Linked DNA regions of Zea mays: all the other regions are linked to region 1. A link is a contact called in public Hi-C data. All regions are on one chromosome and are shown on one strand. The core of a region is the stretch at or near the end of the contact, and the rest is flanking DNA. Distances in the headings are between cores, read along the strand shown.

Region 1 (4,874 bases), core at 1,552-4,051:
ACGAACTTTTGAGTAGGATTGTTCACTTGGAAATATAAACGACACCACCGCCACAGCAATGGCAACAATCAGTTGCAAACTGGTTGCTTGTATATGGTACAAGCCATCCAAGTTTAACAATATATTGAGCAAAATACCAAACCCTAAATCCTAAACCCTAAACAATTCAACACATTCATCCCATTACTTGAAATCCATGTCCCAAGTTGAAATCACAGGAAAAAGTAGGATGAATGAAGGAAATAGAATCACAAACGAAAGTATATGACAGAATAGAAAGAGAAATATTATGTTGAACGGCTCAGATTTGCCCCAATATCAACACGACACATCCTACTCTAAATGAACTTTTGAATAGGATTGTTCATTTGGAAATAAACTGGTTGCTTGTATATGGTACACCACCGCCACGGCAATGAGGCAATCAGTTGCAAACTGGTTGCTTGTATATGGTACAAGCCATCCAAGTTTAACAGTGTATTGAGCACAATATCAAACCCTAAATCCTAAACCCTAAACAATTCAAGACGCTAAAAAGTAATAGCTCAATGGGGATGGGACATTTGACATCACAGCCACCGAAGAGTAGTTCCAAACAAGAAAGGAAGATCAACAGATAAGCGACAAATAAATATCTAGAAAATAAAGGAATGCATAGAGCGTCATCACAGCCACAGAAGAAGAGTTCCAAACAAGAAAGCAAGATCAACAGATAAGCAACAAAAAAACGTCAGAAAAAACAAAGAGATGTATAGAAACTACCAAAATGAATCAATGCTGCACCCTGCACAGCTTCTTTTGGGGTGTTTGTATGGGTGGGTGGGTAAGGGGGGGAGGGATCAGTTTCGCCTTTGCTCATTCATCTTAATATTTGACATCACAGCCGCTGATGAATAGTTCCAAACAAGAAAGGAAGATCAACAGATAAGCAACAAAAAAATATCTGGAAAACAAAGGAATGCATAGGAACTACCAAAATGGATCAATGATGCACCTTGCAAGCCTATAATAGTTGTGATGGCCTACAGGAAGTAATTGCTAAAACACAATGCTCTCCTAAGTCCAAAGTCACCCAGCTACAACAGGAGTACTGAGACATAACTCAAGAAATTACTGAAATAAATTCTGGATGAACAAAATTATCAAAAAGTTTCCATCAAGCAAAACAATACTATCGCAAACAATTATAGCAGAATCAACATCAGAAACTAGGGAACATCTCAACCTACTAATGAACAGAATCCAAATGTAAATGATTGGTGTGTTCCACAAATGCAACAAAAGTAATGGAGTCATAAAATATGTAGGTTTGGAAAGAAAACATGGAGCAACAACATACTCAACAGAAGAAGTGAAGATACAACATAATGTGCTTTCTTCTTCCCTTTTCGTTGTGTGTGTGCGCGCGCGCGTGTGTGTTGAGGGGGGCTCAGCTTCGCCTTTGCTCAATCATTTAACTGGTAACCCCACCATCTCCGAGCACCAGATCAACTTGTCCTGATGTTATAAGTGGAGCTGCCCTGGTTATCACACACAGAATGGCATGACCATCCAAGGACAGAACCACTATCATTAGAACATAACTGAAAAGGTTCCCAGGAGAGAAGAGGAAGGGCTCCAGTTTGATACCCATAGCAGCCTTGATTGCTCAAAGGCGCATATGTCAGCCATGGTTATTGATCATTGCCCCCATAAGGAAATTTTTATGGCTTTGATCTCGATGGCACTTGGGCAGGAGCTTATGGGATGCAACTGACCAGGCATATTAGTCCCACAAACATTGACCCAGGTCCCAGAATCAAATACAGCAGGAAGGCAAGTGAAGAAGAGCATTCTTAGATCATGGTAGAGCATCAACAGGACAAATCATTAGCCTTGCTCACAAAGACCTGGGTACCTGACATATGGTGGCAGTGGTCCAAGTCTCGCCAGGAGAGCGAGAGAACTAGCGAACGGGAGAAGATAACCCACTGCCTGTCTCAACTCCCAATCTTTCTGCACTTGGTAAATGTTTTCAGAACGTCCGATTAGCCGCGATTAATGGGCTGATCGTAACTCCCGATCAAGGGTAACGACGCGATCAGATCATCCGATTAGTCGGCGCGACTAATCGTCCAATTAGTTTAGGAACGATCAGCCTGGCTGGCTGGATTGAAATTTCGCCCAGCGGCCCAGACCAGCTTCCTTTTTCCCGATTCCCACCACGTGAGCAGAAGCTGCACAACCAAGAGCCAACAGAGCAACGCCCAGGCACACACGGCACGAACCAGGCAACCAGCTGCGAGGGAGGAACCCTAGCGGAACACTGTGCAGGTGACGGCGGCGCGCTACCGGTGACGACGGCGGCGGCGGCGAGGACAAGGCAAGGAAGAATCAGAGAGCATACCAAATCCAGACAATCGATCGAAAAGGGTCCATCAAAAGGCGGCTCAGATCCCGCGTTGCCCGACCACGGCCCCGACCAAAACCCGCAGCGGACCGCGCCGCCACGGTCCCCAACCCCAGCCCCTACCGCCGAAGCAACGCCGCCCGCCACAGGTCCGTAATCCGGCGCGGCGCAGCGGGGCGGGGACCAGAGTAGCCCCGGGGAGGCGCAGATCCGGCGACGAGCGCCAGTCGGGAACCGGCCCGGCGCCAAGCGCGGCGCCCTTCCTCATCGCCGCTTTTGTTCCAAGGGCTGTTGGTTTCAGTGGTGTGGTCACCGGCCGCCGCGAGCGGGAACAAGCAGCAGGTTTAGAGCGCTCGCCACGCATGCGCCGCCACCGAAGCCCACACGGCCACACGCGGCGGCCTCACACTTAAACTAACGAGTGAGTGGCGATTTGGTCCGAGACGGCGAGGTTTTATGCGGGTAGGTTACGAGGAGGAGGGGGGGGGGGGGGGGGACGAGGTGACGAACTGCAGCGTCCGCTGCCAGCGCCCGTGACGTTAGGGCATGTACAGTGGTGTTTAATGTGGGGGCTCTTAAGGTGTTTTAGGGGGTTATTTGCAAAAAAATCTTAGAGCCGTCTCTCCGTGAAGAGACGCCTCTGGCTCGTAAACCAAGTAACAACAGACGCCTCACTTTCCACTGTACGAATTTGTCGTCTGTTCTATCGATCTGATGCTATACAAATACATTTAATTCTGTATTTATTAATAGACTACGTTTATAGACACTCCATTGTACAATATAGTCTCTTAGTTGTCTCCTGTGTTTGGAGAACCGTTTTGGTGTCTCTCCACTGTACATGCCCTTAGAGCGGTGAGGCGTGCTCCGCGATGAGGCCCAGCAGGTGTGGATCTTATCTCCGCTCGAATGTTACCAGCGTCATGTTTTTAAGGGTTGATTTAATGAACAGGACATAGCAAGGATCCCTTGCTATTCAATTTTAGCAGATCCTTCTATATGGATCCTCTTCATTTCTCTTTCCACCAAACCAGCTCTAATGTGTCCATAAGAAACTCAGGATTTTTACCAAGACTTTTTTTAAACATTTTATTGAGTCAAAATTATATTCATTTCAAAATAAATATATATCTCTAGCTAAGTGTGGTGATACAAACTTGTGAAGAACAAGTGATACGCCCCAATTAAGGATGGCAGTCGTGCACACGAGCGTGGCTGTCTATGGGTTTTACACCATTAGATATGGGTCTGGGTTTCAGATTAGGTCTAAAATCAACCTGACATAAAATGATGGGTCAAGGTTGGACGTGACTTTTCACCCATGAGTGTCAAATGGGCTCTAAAATACTAATTTTGAGTCATTGTTCACACAAATTTTGGTCCGTTCCAATAAAACCCTAGGTTATCTACTCGTATTCACTTCTTTAGAATATGAATTGGTATTACGTTATGTACTATGTGCTTCTAATAAATAATTATATGAGGTGTGTTTCTAAATAATTATGTGTTTTTCTTACTATCTGTGGAGCTTTTATTTAATTATTTACATTTAGCCATCAGGTGTAGGTGGGAGCGTAAAAATCCACCCATTAGACATTTTAATGGTGTGGGTATGGCTTAATGTGTCTATCAACTTGGCTCGATGTTTGCTCCACCCGCATCAGACACTAGGAATGGCAATTTAATCTGCAAATCCGAAACCCGACCCGAAACCCGACGAGTGTGGCTATGGGTTGACATAGAGTGTAACCCACACCCAATATGAAGTCTTGTGGGTGTGCGTCTGGTTTTCTATTTCAACCTGGTTTTCTATTTCAACCCACAGGTGACACACAGCCGACTTAAAATTTAATTCATTCTTTATCTTACGTAAAAATAATTAAGATTACGTAAAAATGATTAAGATATAATACTAATTATTTTAAATAAGTACTTTGGCTAATGATTCATGAAACGTTTTGTTGTTACTCAACATGATAAGGATTAAATCTATAGACATAACTCAATTACTGTTGGTATTTAATTGCTTATGTTCAATTATTATTTAAAAGAATACATTAAGTAAAACCTACGAGTAGCAAGGTCGAGTGCAAGTTTGTAATTACACCCGGGTGTGATCACATGCCAGTTTAGGTAGGTAAGACCGCATATAGGTTTTTACTCTAACCGACCCAAACTCCACATGCTACCATCCTTACACCAAACTCACCCATTGCCATCCCAATAGGGCCCACAAGTTTAGAGGAAAACCAAATCAAAAGACAAATAGAAAATATAATTCTTACGGTCTGCAACCGGATACCGCATCGAACATATACAGCCTGATTGGATGACAATGGGTTGCCACGACCTAATACCTGTGTAATTACTTCATTTGAGGATCTATATAGACTAAACTCGCAACTGATATCTGGCACAATAAAAACTAGTTTCAGAACTAGCAGACACTGGCATGTCGCTGCTGCCTTGGGCATGTCCCTGCTGC
Region 2 (4,874 bases), core at 1,060-3,559, 840 kb after region 1:
AATATTTCTAGGCTGTGATAATAGACCTTAACATACCATGGAACAACCTGGAAAATAACTGCCTTTATTGAACAATCATTTGCGCTGCCAGATATCTTCTTATGAAGATTAGTGGACATAAACGACAGAGCAATTGACCCTCTTTCATTGCCACTGCCCATAAGAAATCTGCTTGCATGAAAAGGTGATGGGGTGCAAGTCCATATCAGGGGAAGCTTCCAAGTTATGCCCAAATCCAAAGGTTGTTCCTCACTGTAGTTACTAGCATCATAAACATATAAAAAAGAAGATTGCATTTCTAAGTGATTTTGACCTTTGATCAACTTGTCCGGGCTATTGGACAATACAAAGAATTCATTACTCCAAGAATGAACACTTCCAGATATGTTAACTTCGTCAGCAATGCCTTTATCAACCTCAATGAATACTCTGCTGGATTTAGAAACAAGGCATTTCCCTGACAACTTTCTGTTGAAAAGATGTCTCATGGACCAGTTGGGCTGAAGTTGACCATGATTGGAATGTAGCTGTTCGCCATGTACATTATTTGGTTGCAGCACAACAGTCAGAGTTTGATCAAGAATAATACCAAGTGACTGGGAGGATCTCAGTTTCAGTTTTTGTGAATGGTAATATCCTTTGTAAATTGAAGGCCTGTACAGCAAAGAAGCTATCCCAGCTTTGTCACGACATGGAAGAAGTTTCAACCAAGGTGTCAGATTCTCAGTGCATACTGCTTCACGAGGCAATGCACCATATCGCAAATTGCCTTCGTTCAGTTTGAAGCCCCAGCGAGGAGCAGAAAATGCAGTGGAGGACTCCAAAAAGTTGATGGATGCACAAAACAGGCCAGAGAGTGTATGTGTCAGGTTCTTCCATGTTGCATCGATCTCAGACAAAGGAAGATCAAAAACTGCCCACAGCTCAACACCAGGAGGCTTTGCATTATTAGTTGACATAGGATCAAATCCACCCCACTGCTCATAGTTCCATCTTCCCTGGGTGAAAGATAGCTCCAACTCGCTAATATGATATTTCTTAACCTGATATTGACAAAGCAGAATAATGTTAATAGAGGTTCTCACTTCTCAGTCATTCATAAAATGTGGCAGCATATAAGAAATGGAGGGCCCCTTTCTTCAGTGCCCAGGTTGTTGTGACTTAAAGGTATAAACAAGGGACAGTTTATTATATGTAAACCTAATAGGCAACAAAAGAATACAGAGTAAATTTCTCAAAGCCACCAACATTTGGGGCTAATGCCTAATAGGCACAAACCCACAAACTACTGTGCCCATTTCAGAGAACCCCCAATGCTCAGGGTCATTGACTTGTTGTCTTACAAACCCAACAACCACTGTGACCATTTCTAGTTAAAATGGGCTTGAGCCTTTGTTCAGATTGCAAAACCTAAATTTCACAGCGGTTCCACAGCACCTAGATTCAATTTTGGGTAAAAACAAATCAGCACTTGGGACAACTTGATAGACATCACTCGGTGGGAAAATGAAACAAATGCAAAGCAAAGATCTCCCATCTTAACACACCTATGTACATATGCCAAAAATAAAATCTTTGCAGCAGTGCAGTTGCTTGTCTCACTGTCCCAGTGGAGTACCCACAGACAGATCAAACGTGTTATTGATCTACAAACACAACTAACTAGTTACATGCTAGTCCAGGCTAATGTACCAGTATGAACGGCGAATTAAAGCCGTATACAGTTGGAGCTTAAACCCTAAATCAGCCACATCAGAGATCCACGCACCAGCTGGGAGATGGCCTTGGGGAAGAGGTGGTGGTGCCGACCAACGGAGGCAGCGGGGGGCGCAGAGGAGCGGAAGTGGAAGTGTGCCAGTGCCTTGCGGTCCGGGAGCGGCCGCAGGAGCAGCTCCTCAGTGAACTTTTCATCCTCAGGCGCCGCCGCAGACGCCGCGGCGGTGGTAAAGAGGAAGAGGAAGACGAGGGGCAGGAAGAGGATCGGTCCTGTGGGTGGACGCGGCGGCGCCATTAGCGCCAGAGAGCGCAGGGCGGCGCCTCCGAGGCCGGGGCGGGCGGAGATGGCCGGGGCAGGGTGGCCCCGTGGGCGGCAGCGTACGCGAGCGGAGATGGCCGGGCGAGGGCCTCCCAGTGTACAACGGCGTACGCGAGCGGAGGTGGCCGGACGAGGGGCCTCGGGGCGGAGGCGTACGGGGCGACGCGGTCACGGTGAGCGGAGAGCCGGAGACGGCGCGAGCAGTCGTTGCGGGAAGAAGGAAAGAGATGTTGCTTCACTGACCTACAGGACCCACATAAAGAGTAAGCTAGCGGACCTTTATTGCTATTATAGTACTCATTTAAGTAGCCTTCTCTATTTTAACATCCACAAAACTAAATTCTCTACAATTATATCAGAGTTATTAAAACTTGACCCCTTTTGGAGGCCTGTCCGCATTCGGCGGCCTCCACGCCATCCATCGCACGACGTGTGCTATCGATGGCCACGCACGCGTGCTCCGTGGGTCATGGACGTGAAACCTCACTTTTGACGGACGCCAAATTTTCAGCCACGGCCATACCACAGGTCCACATTACTCTTCCGGTCTCCCCTCAGACTTCTCTCCCCCATGCCATCCCTCCGGCTTCCCGAGCGCCACCGTAGTCGCTCGCCATCGCGACCCAGGACCCTGACCTCGATGGCGGTGGATCAGGGGCCAACAACGATGCGCCAGGCGGTGGCGGCTCCCCCTCCTCCGACGTTGCCTCTCCAGTCTTTCCATCCTTCGTCGTCGCGGTCGTGTCTCAATCTAAGGGCCAACGACTGGGTCCGACCGGAGGCGAGTTCCTCAGACTCTACGATTACACACACATACTTCCTCTCTCTCTCTGATCTGTGTGATGTTGGTTTGGTTGGTGCTGCGCAGGTGTACCCGCTGTTCATGACGATGGGTGTTGTCGTTGCAGCTCTTCCAGAACATCACTAGGAACCTAGAATCTAGGTCCTGATCTACACTCTTAACCCATTTTGCCTGTTTGATTCTTGCAGTAGATGTGCTGCTCCAGCTGGAGCAGGGTAGATATGCTCAATTTGGGTGCTTTCTTGAAGTTGAAGTGGTCTATATGTAGTTCAAGTTCAGTAGTATTCGCTCTATTTCTTCCTTTTCTGTAAGGTTGAACCCATAGCGTTACTATGGCTCCTAGCCATAGCTTTGTGTAATAGGAGGGATTCTGCTGCAACTTACTTTCTGCGGCAACCTTAAGGATTAGATCCTGTTAACTAAATAACTGCATGTCATTCTTATCTCCGCACAGTTTTAAGGCTTGCAATTGTTCGTGAGGTGCGCATATAGCTAAGTTTTCACTTTTTGGTTCTCATTTTGCATTAACATGTGTCTGCCATTTTCATTGACATATTTTCACCATTTTTATCTTTCGGTTGTCATTTTCAGGTGAATGAAGAGATCTATAACCATGACGAATTGAAAGCTAAGTTTAAAACTCATGAATTCTAAACCGGTAGTGATTGTGAAGTGTAGCCCATCTTGTAAGTTACATATGTATACCCTTTTAATAGTGGCATAACTTTTCCCAATGATTTAATTATCTCCATCAAAGCATCATCCTCTCTTATAAAGTTATTTAATCTTAGCATTGAGACCTTTTAATTGCTTTAATAGCTTCTTTACACAGTATGAAGAATGTGGGGAAGAATTTGTGGATATGTTGGATGGAATGATCTCCTTTGTTCTTCTTGATACATGTCAAAAAAGCTTCGTTGTAGCTCATGATGCTATTGTCATCTACCCTTTATACATGGGATGTTGTCTTGATGGTATGTAAAGCAAAGATGATTGCTTTGCCCTTCTAAAGAAAATCAGGCATTAATTATGTTTTTTGTTCATTTCACAAAACAAAACTTCTAGGATCAGTTTCGTAAAACTACCCGAGGCATCTATTTCAAACCTTACAACAATCTGCATGGGCACACTATTTGTGTGATTGAAAGGTGGGTCCAATGAAGGTTTGTGGAACTGAGGGCACAAGTAGTGTACCATGAAACTGATCCTAAAAGTTGTAGTTCTTTGATAGTTTGAAGCAAATAATTGTAATTTTATGAAATGAATTCTTTGTGCATCTCAAACATAATTTTCTGGAATTTGTTGATGAATTGCTTTCTCAACTACTGTTGCAGTGGCCAATAATGCTTGAAGGTACGACCAACATTCCTAGCAGGAACCGGCCAGTTACCACCAAGAACCTCCTGGCATGTTCTCTAGGTCCTGGAATAGAGAAACCACACAAAACACTTAAATTTAAATTTGCATGATGAATGTTGATCTCTTTGTGAAATGAAATATAGAAACACCAGTAGCTATCCATTTATGCAGTACATTGAAAAAGGGCAACATATTGGGAACCATTGTTGATCTCAACAACTAGAATTCAGTATGGTTCATGGGGCAGTTTTAATTGTTGTTATGGATTGGGTACATGGCACCTGTAATTTGCCTTGACTGAAACATAGCTGATGGAGCGAATAATTGTATCATGTTAACTAGCATGCCAGTTGTTACTTGCATTACCATATCATAATTTTGAAAGACTATGGATAGCAGGTCCATCTATATTGTTGACATACCTATGGTTATTACAAATCCTTTGAGTCTTTGAGAAAGGATATCTCATTGAATTTGTTCTTTTTGGAATTGTCCCTCAACACAAATGCTAAAATGATTTTCCACAGGAGAGAATGTATGATCCTCCATTTTCAACAACCTTTTTAAACACCAGTATGAAATAATACTTTTTTCCTTTAGTATACATCTGTGTTCCTATAATTTAAACACCAGTATGTCCATGGCCACCTGCAGCAGGGTTTTGACTCCACCTTCCAG
Region 3 (4,874 bases), core at 1,524-4,023, 710 kb after region 1:
GGGCATTAGAAGATAGTACCATCATATAGTTAAGAGAGTTGTATCAGAATAAGCCAGAGGAGAAATGAAGCCAGAGTTCCATGCCAGGGTGACATATAAGTGGACAGTAGAAGATAGTACCATCCTATAGTTAAGAAAATTTGTATCCATAGTTATTAATCTCGTTCCGGTAATGTCTGGAATGGCCGAATTGCTTCGTACCAACATGTACACTGGTACTGCAGAGAATATATCCTGTAGCAGACATTATTCCGGCTAATTCTGCAGGTTCTATCTGTTACAGCCAAAATCTAGTGTTTCGTGCATGCTGGACCAGTCAACAAGTAACAATGGACTCTAAAGGGACAGCTGCTGTTGCTTCCTCCTTCTGGCGGCAGGGACGCGATGTCTGCTTCCCAGCCGTGGAGTGCCGATGAAACCTCAGCTCCTCAACGGAGCACCGGTCGCATGGGACAGGGCCCGTGGGCCATCCAACCATGGCAGCAAGGATAAGAAAAAGGATAGAGAGAAGAATGCTTCTTTCTTGCTATTCAGAGTGAAGAAAAGGTAAGGCAATGTCCATGCAAGCAACTGAATAGGGAAGCAGCAATAGCTACACCATTGTTTTTGTTGGAAGAGCAGTAGGTTTAGTAATATATAGGTATCTGCCATGTGTGTGCAAACCTGACTATAATAAGTAGAAATTTATGCGGCATAAGAAATACACATGCATTTGTATATACAATAAACATATCCAAATATTGTGCCAAAAAGACATTTATTATAAATATAATAATGATATATTTTCTATTCATTCATTATACTCTGGAATGGTACAGTGGTATTGTCTGGTAACGAGACATTCCGTTCCAACAGATAAACCAGAATGGCCTCTGGAACATCGACAAGCTTGGTTGTATAAAAATAAGCCAGAGGAGAAAAAAAAAGCCAGATCCATTGGTTCAAAATCAATGGCAGCACATGCATTTGGAAAACTCATTCGTGTAAAAATATAGGCATTCAATAATCACAGCACATATATGATACGTCAAGAAGATAACTGCAGACACAGAAAATTTGCCAACAAAATGGTCTATGATGACTGAGCACTTTGAACAGCTAAACCCTAGGGAGAAGAACAAACATGCTTTGGAATCTTAAAAAGTACATCACAGCGAAGACAAAATCAGATCAACTTATTTCTTATGCAATCTTGTAAATATGGATGAGAAACAACTTACTGTTAGGATGGAACATCCTAGAAACAAATCGCACAGTTGGTGGTTTGTTTGGATATTCTTCATTAAACTGGAGAGTCAGCTTAAACGTACCTGAGAATAAAACAGGAGTTAGCATATCAGTCAAAGGACAGAAGCAAACCATGTAGTAAGCTCAGAAAGACAAGCTAGTGACACAGAATCTAAGAGCTGTTGTGTGAATAATGGGGCTCATCCAGCTAATTTCTTAACTTGTTATTCTGTCTGAATCAATCATTCTATGCGCGCGCGCGCACGTGTGTGTGTATAATAAATACCACAGTATTGGCTGACCCTAAACAAGCAACAAAGACACTTTGGGCTTGCATGTTTTCGTGTAGCAATGGTCATTGTGATGTTTTTTATGAGAAGAAAAAGAATTGTCACTAGGTTTAACAATAGCTTTGTCGTTAATAATTATTACTATTTGCTTTAGAAATTAATTTGATGTCATCTCTTACCAAGATTGACACTAGTGTTAGCATGCTACATTATAAAGTTCCATTGAATTTGGGGTCAGTTTCCTCTATCCATCTTAACTTGGAATTTGTACTCTACATCAGCCGTGCATTTGACAGTAAGGTCAACAAACACAGATGACTGAAAACTTCAGCTTGCCACCTGCAAGTCAACTAATGCCTAATAGTCAATTGTTATATTCTGTATCACATGGTCACGTAAGTCGTGTGTTGTGCAGGCAAAACTAGCAGCAGCATATGCAGTCATGCAGATGCAACTTATTGTTTGGATAAGCACACGATGAGTTTGGTCTGGTCAAAGAGTAAGCAAAAAACTGCAGCAGAAATTAGCTTCACTAACCTCCATCCCACGGGGTATCATCAGGTCTGTAAAAGAAATAAGCATATCCAAAGACGATGTCAAATATTACAATTCAAACTAAGAAGTGGGGAAAAGGGGGCGGGGGGATTCTGCATCATACCCAAATATGACAGCATTCCACAGCATTATGTTGTTATCCTGCGGGGCGCCACTTATGCCGGCCGGAGGGTCCTGCATCAACCGCTTGAAATCCCTCATCAGCCTCTTCCTCGCAGGAGTCGACATCCCCGGATGTTCCTGCACGACATATACACCTCAACATGAGCCAAAAGGATCGCACGAATCTATCATCGATCCGCCGCCACCCCGCCCCAGCACGTGCAAGAATCAGGTGCAGGATTAACAACTCGAACAAAATTTGAGGGAAAAAACTACATCTGCTACCACCGGAACCACAGAGCGAACAAATCCGCAACAGAATTGGTGGATCGGGGCATCCATCCCAGCTAGGACGATACGGACTAATCAATCATATGCAGAAAGGATCCTGCAGAGCTTTACCTAGGTAAGAAGAAACCAATCGAGGTCCAGCAGATGGACCGGACTGGTGGAGTGGTGGATCTCCAGTCCACACTAGCTGCAGCTTACGACGACGACAAACGAAGCCGACGAAATGGGAGGAGCCCTGAAACGCGTGAATTAGGTCCCAACGGAGGGGCGACTTTTTTCCTTTTCTTTTTCCGCTAGGTGTTTTTTAGAGAATTTGTTCTTTCTTGTTTTAGTTTTTTTAATTCACTTTTCGGTCATGGAGTACAACTGAAATTGAAGCTTATTCTAAACACAAACAACTTATATACAAATCTAATACTATTTTTATTAGATAGGAGTACTAGCAATCACAGTGGAGATTTATTTAGACCTATTTTGAAGACTCAATTCTACTCTGTGATTATAGGTGATGGAGAAATTAGTTGATTTCTTCTCCAATTCCCTCCAAAAACAGAAGGAGATTTAAGTTTTCAAAGTAGACCCTTATAACTATTTCAAATTTTTTAACATAGTTGTTGGGACTTGTTCTCAAATGATATGAATTAAGAACAAAGCAACACAAAAATAGGTTAATGGTTAATGTCCTTCGTCCTACGAAGCATTATTTTCCTAGGGAATAATAATCTTTGGACGAAGGTTATGAAGGTTGTGCCTTCATCATCACAGTATATATTAATGAAAGACGAAGCATATAAAACATGAGAAATAACATGAATAATCATATGACATCGTTGATATTTCTTTTATTATATAATCATGAATGAATAAGAACGATATTGAATTACATTTATACCTTTGGCTTGATAGAAAGCGAAGGTGCAAGCGTGACGCACGGATGAGTATTCGTCAGTGTCTCCAGTATTAGGGTACTGTTCATCTATTTATAAGCACAGGGCGCAGCCTGTATAAAATTACATTCATGCCCTTTATGTTTACTATTGACTTAAGGACAATTTATCGATGAGGACTAGATAGCCTTTTCCTATTTAAGTCGGTTCCTTTTTCTGCTACTGAGCCGAAGCTTCCTTACGTGTAGCTTCGGAGCTGGTTCAACCTTCGTCCAGACCATGCTTTCCATATTATGTACAGCTTTGTTCTGAGTCCGAAGGTACCTATACATTCATTACACTTGGGAAACATTGTTAAATCGTGTTTTTGAGGACCTTCGGAAGACGAAGGCCCCCAACAATAGCTAAACCTCAAAAATAAGTTGCATACTCCATTAATTTTTTAGTCCTTCTAGTTGGGTAGGCATTGACTGTCAACACACCCCAAGGTAGACCTATTCAAACGCCGGGTCAGGTCAGATTTAGCTCGGGTCAAGGTTGGATCGTGGGTTGTTTAACACGGCCCATGTTCAACATGTGTCTAGTGTCGGGTCAGATCGGGTTAGCTCGTACCTCCTTGTTGGATGTGTTGGGTCGTCAGGTCAGGGTTTTCTCGAGTTGGGTCAGGTTTTAGATCAAAAATTATGGTGCGTACCTGATCAATAAATTGTTGTAGGTCAAAAACTACGACTCATACTGTAACACCCTAAATCTCATTTTGAGAATATAGTAAAAAAAATTTCAAAGATCTTGAAATAGAATTATTATTTTTTTCCTTAGAATTCCCATAACATTGAAGTCACATCTCCTTAAATAAGGTTTTATAAAAAAAAAGATTCTTATATAAATTAGCCCTTTATTGAAGTTTATAAGTATTAATGTGAGAACATTTATTTTTAATAAGAAACCATACAATATAAACTACTTTTCCTAAAATAATTACATGTGTGCTACATATTTAAAAGAAATTGCTTATGTAAAATAATAAATGAATGAATAATATATATATATATATTTATACACAAATATAATGACATCTCATGCTGGTTCTTATGATTGTGCATTTAATTGAAATTGAAATCCAAAACCAAATTTGAAAATTAAAAAAAATGAGAAATGGAAATGAACAAAAGAAAAAAAAAGGAAAACAGTTTCTCTCCTACTGGGCCGGCTACCTCACTTTTGGCCCAGTTCCCTGCAACCGGCCCATTTCTTCTCCCGCACTCCTCCATTTCTCCACGATCGCACGTGCTTCACCAGGGGCCCGGTGGCCAGTCTGTTGGCGTGCGCCGTACTAATGACCTATGGGACCCACTCGTCAGGCTTATCCCCTTCCTCAACAACCCGCTCGGCGCCCGGGATTTCCGAGCTCCGTGAACCATGGCGTGATCCCCACGCGGACTTCCTATCCTCGGCGCATAAGAACGGACTTCGCTGGGCTGTGACCCCCACCTTCTGTCGGACCTCACCTCACGAGGATTTG

What was found. A called contact is a pair of places that touch in the nucleus more often than the background predicts.
Region 2: a contact with region 1 is called in a Hi-C map of ear, with 2.6 times the contacts expected there. The contact joins the promoter of LOC103629437 here to the enhancer-like site in region 1. A contact is called at or near these places in 2 of 25 Hi-C or Micro-C datasets (bundle sheath and ear).
Region 3: a contact with region 1 is called in a Hi-C map of ear, with 2.7 times the contacts expected there. The contact joins the promoter of LOC100284762 here to the enhancer-like site in region 1. A contact is called at or near these places in 3 of 25 Hi-C or Micro-C datasets (bundle sheath, ear and endosperm).

The regions. Positions count from the first base shown.
Region 1 is chr6:74,953,845-74,958,718 of Zm-B73-REFERENCE-NAM-5.0, forward strand. LOC103629430 (a long non-coding RNA gene) reads right to left here. Exons shown (of 2, transcript XR_554382.4): 2 at 4,584-4,874. Among protein-coding and RNA genes, the nearest start is that of LOC100273426, 9.2 kb to the left of the region's middle. Within about 2 kb of position 2,802, at least 16 of the 20 cell types and tissues checked have an H3K27ac peak or open chromatin away from gene starts, as enhancers often do. A contact at or near this core is called in ear and endosperm, where this site is marked.
Region 2 is chr6:75,799,074-75,803,947 of Zm-B73-REFERENCE-NAM-5.0, forward strand. LOC103629437 (GPI transamidase component PIG-T) reads right to left here and starts at 2,310. Exons shown (of 5, transcript XM_008650557.3): 1 at 1,769-2,310; 2 at 1-1,043. The coding sequence starts at 2,011.
Region 3 is chr6:75,660,697-75,665,570 of Zm-B73-REFERENCE-NAM-5.0, forward strand. It overlaps LOC100284762, which reads right to left and starts at 2,774. Exons shown (of 6, transcript NM_001157657.3): 1 at 2,577-2,774; 2 at 2,176-2,312; 3 at 2,055-2,080; 4 at 1,221-1,310. The coding sequence starts at 2,300.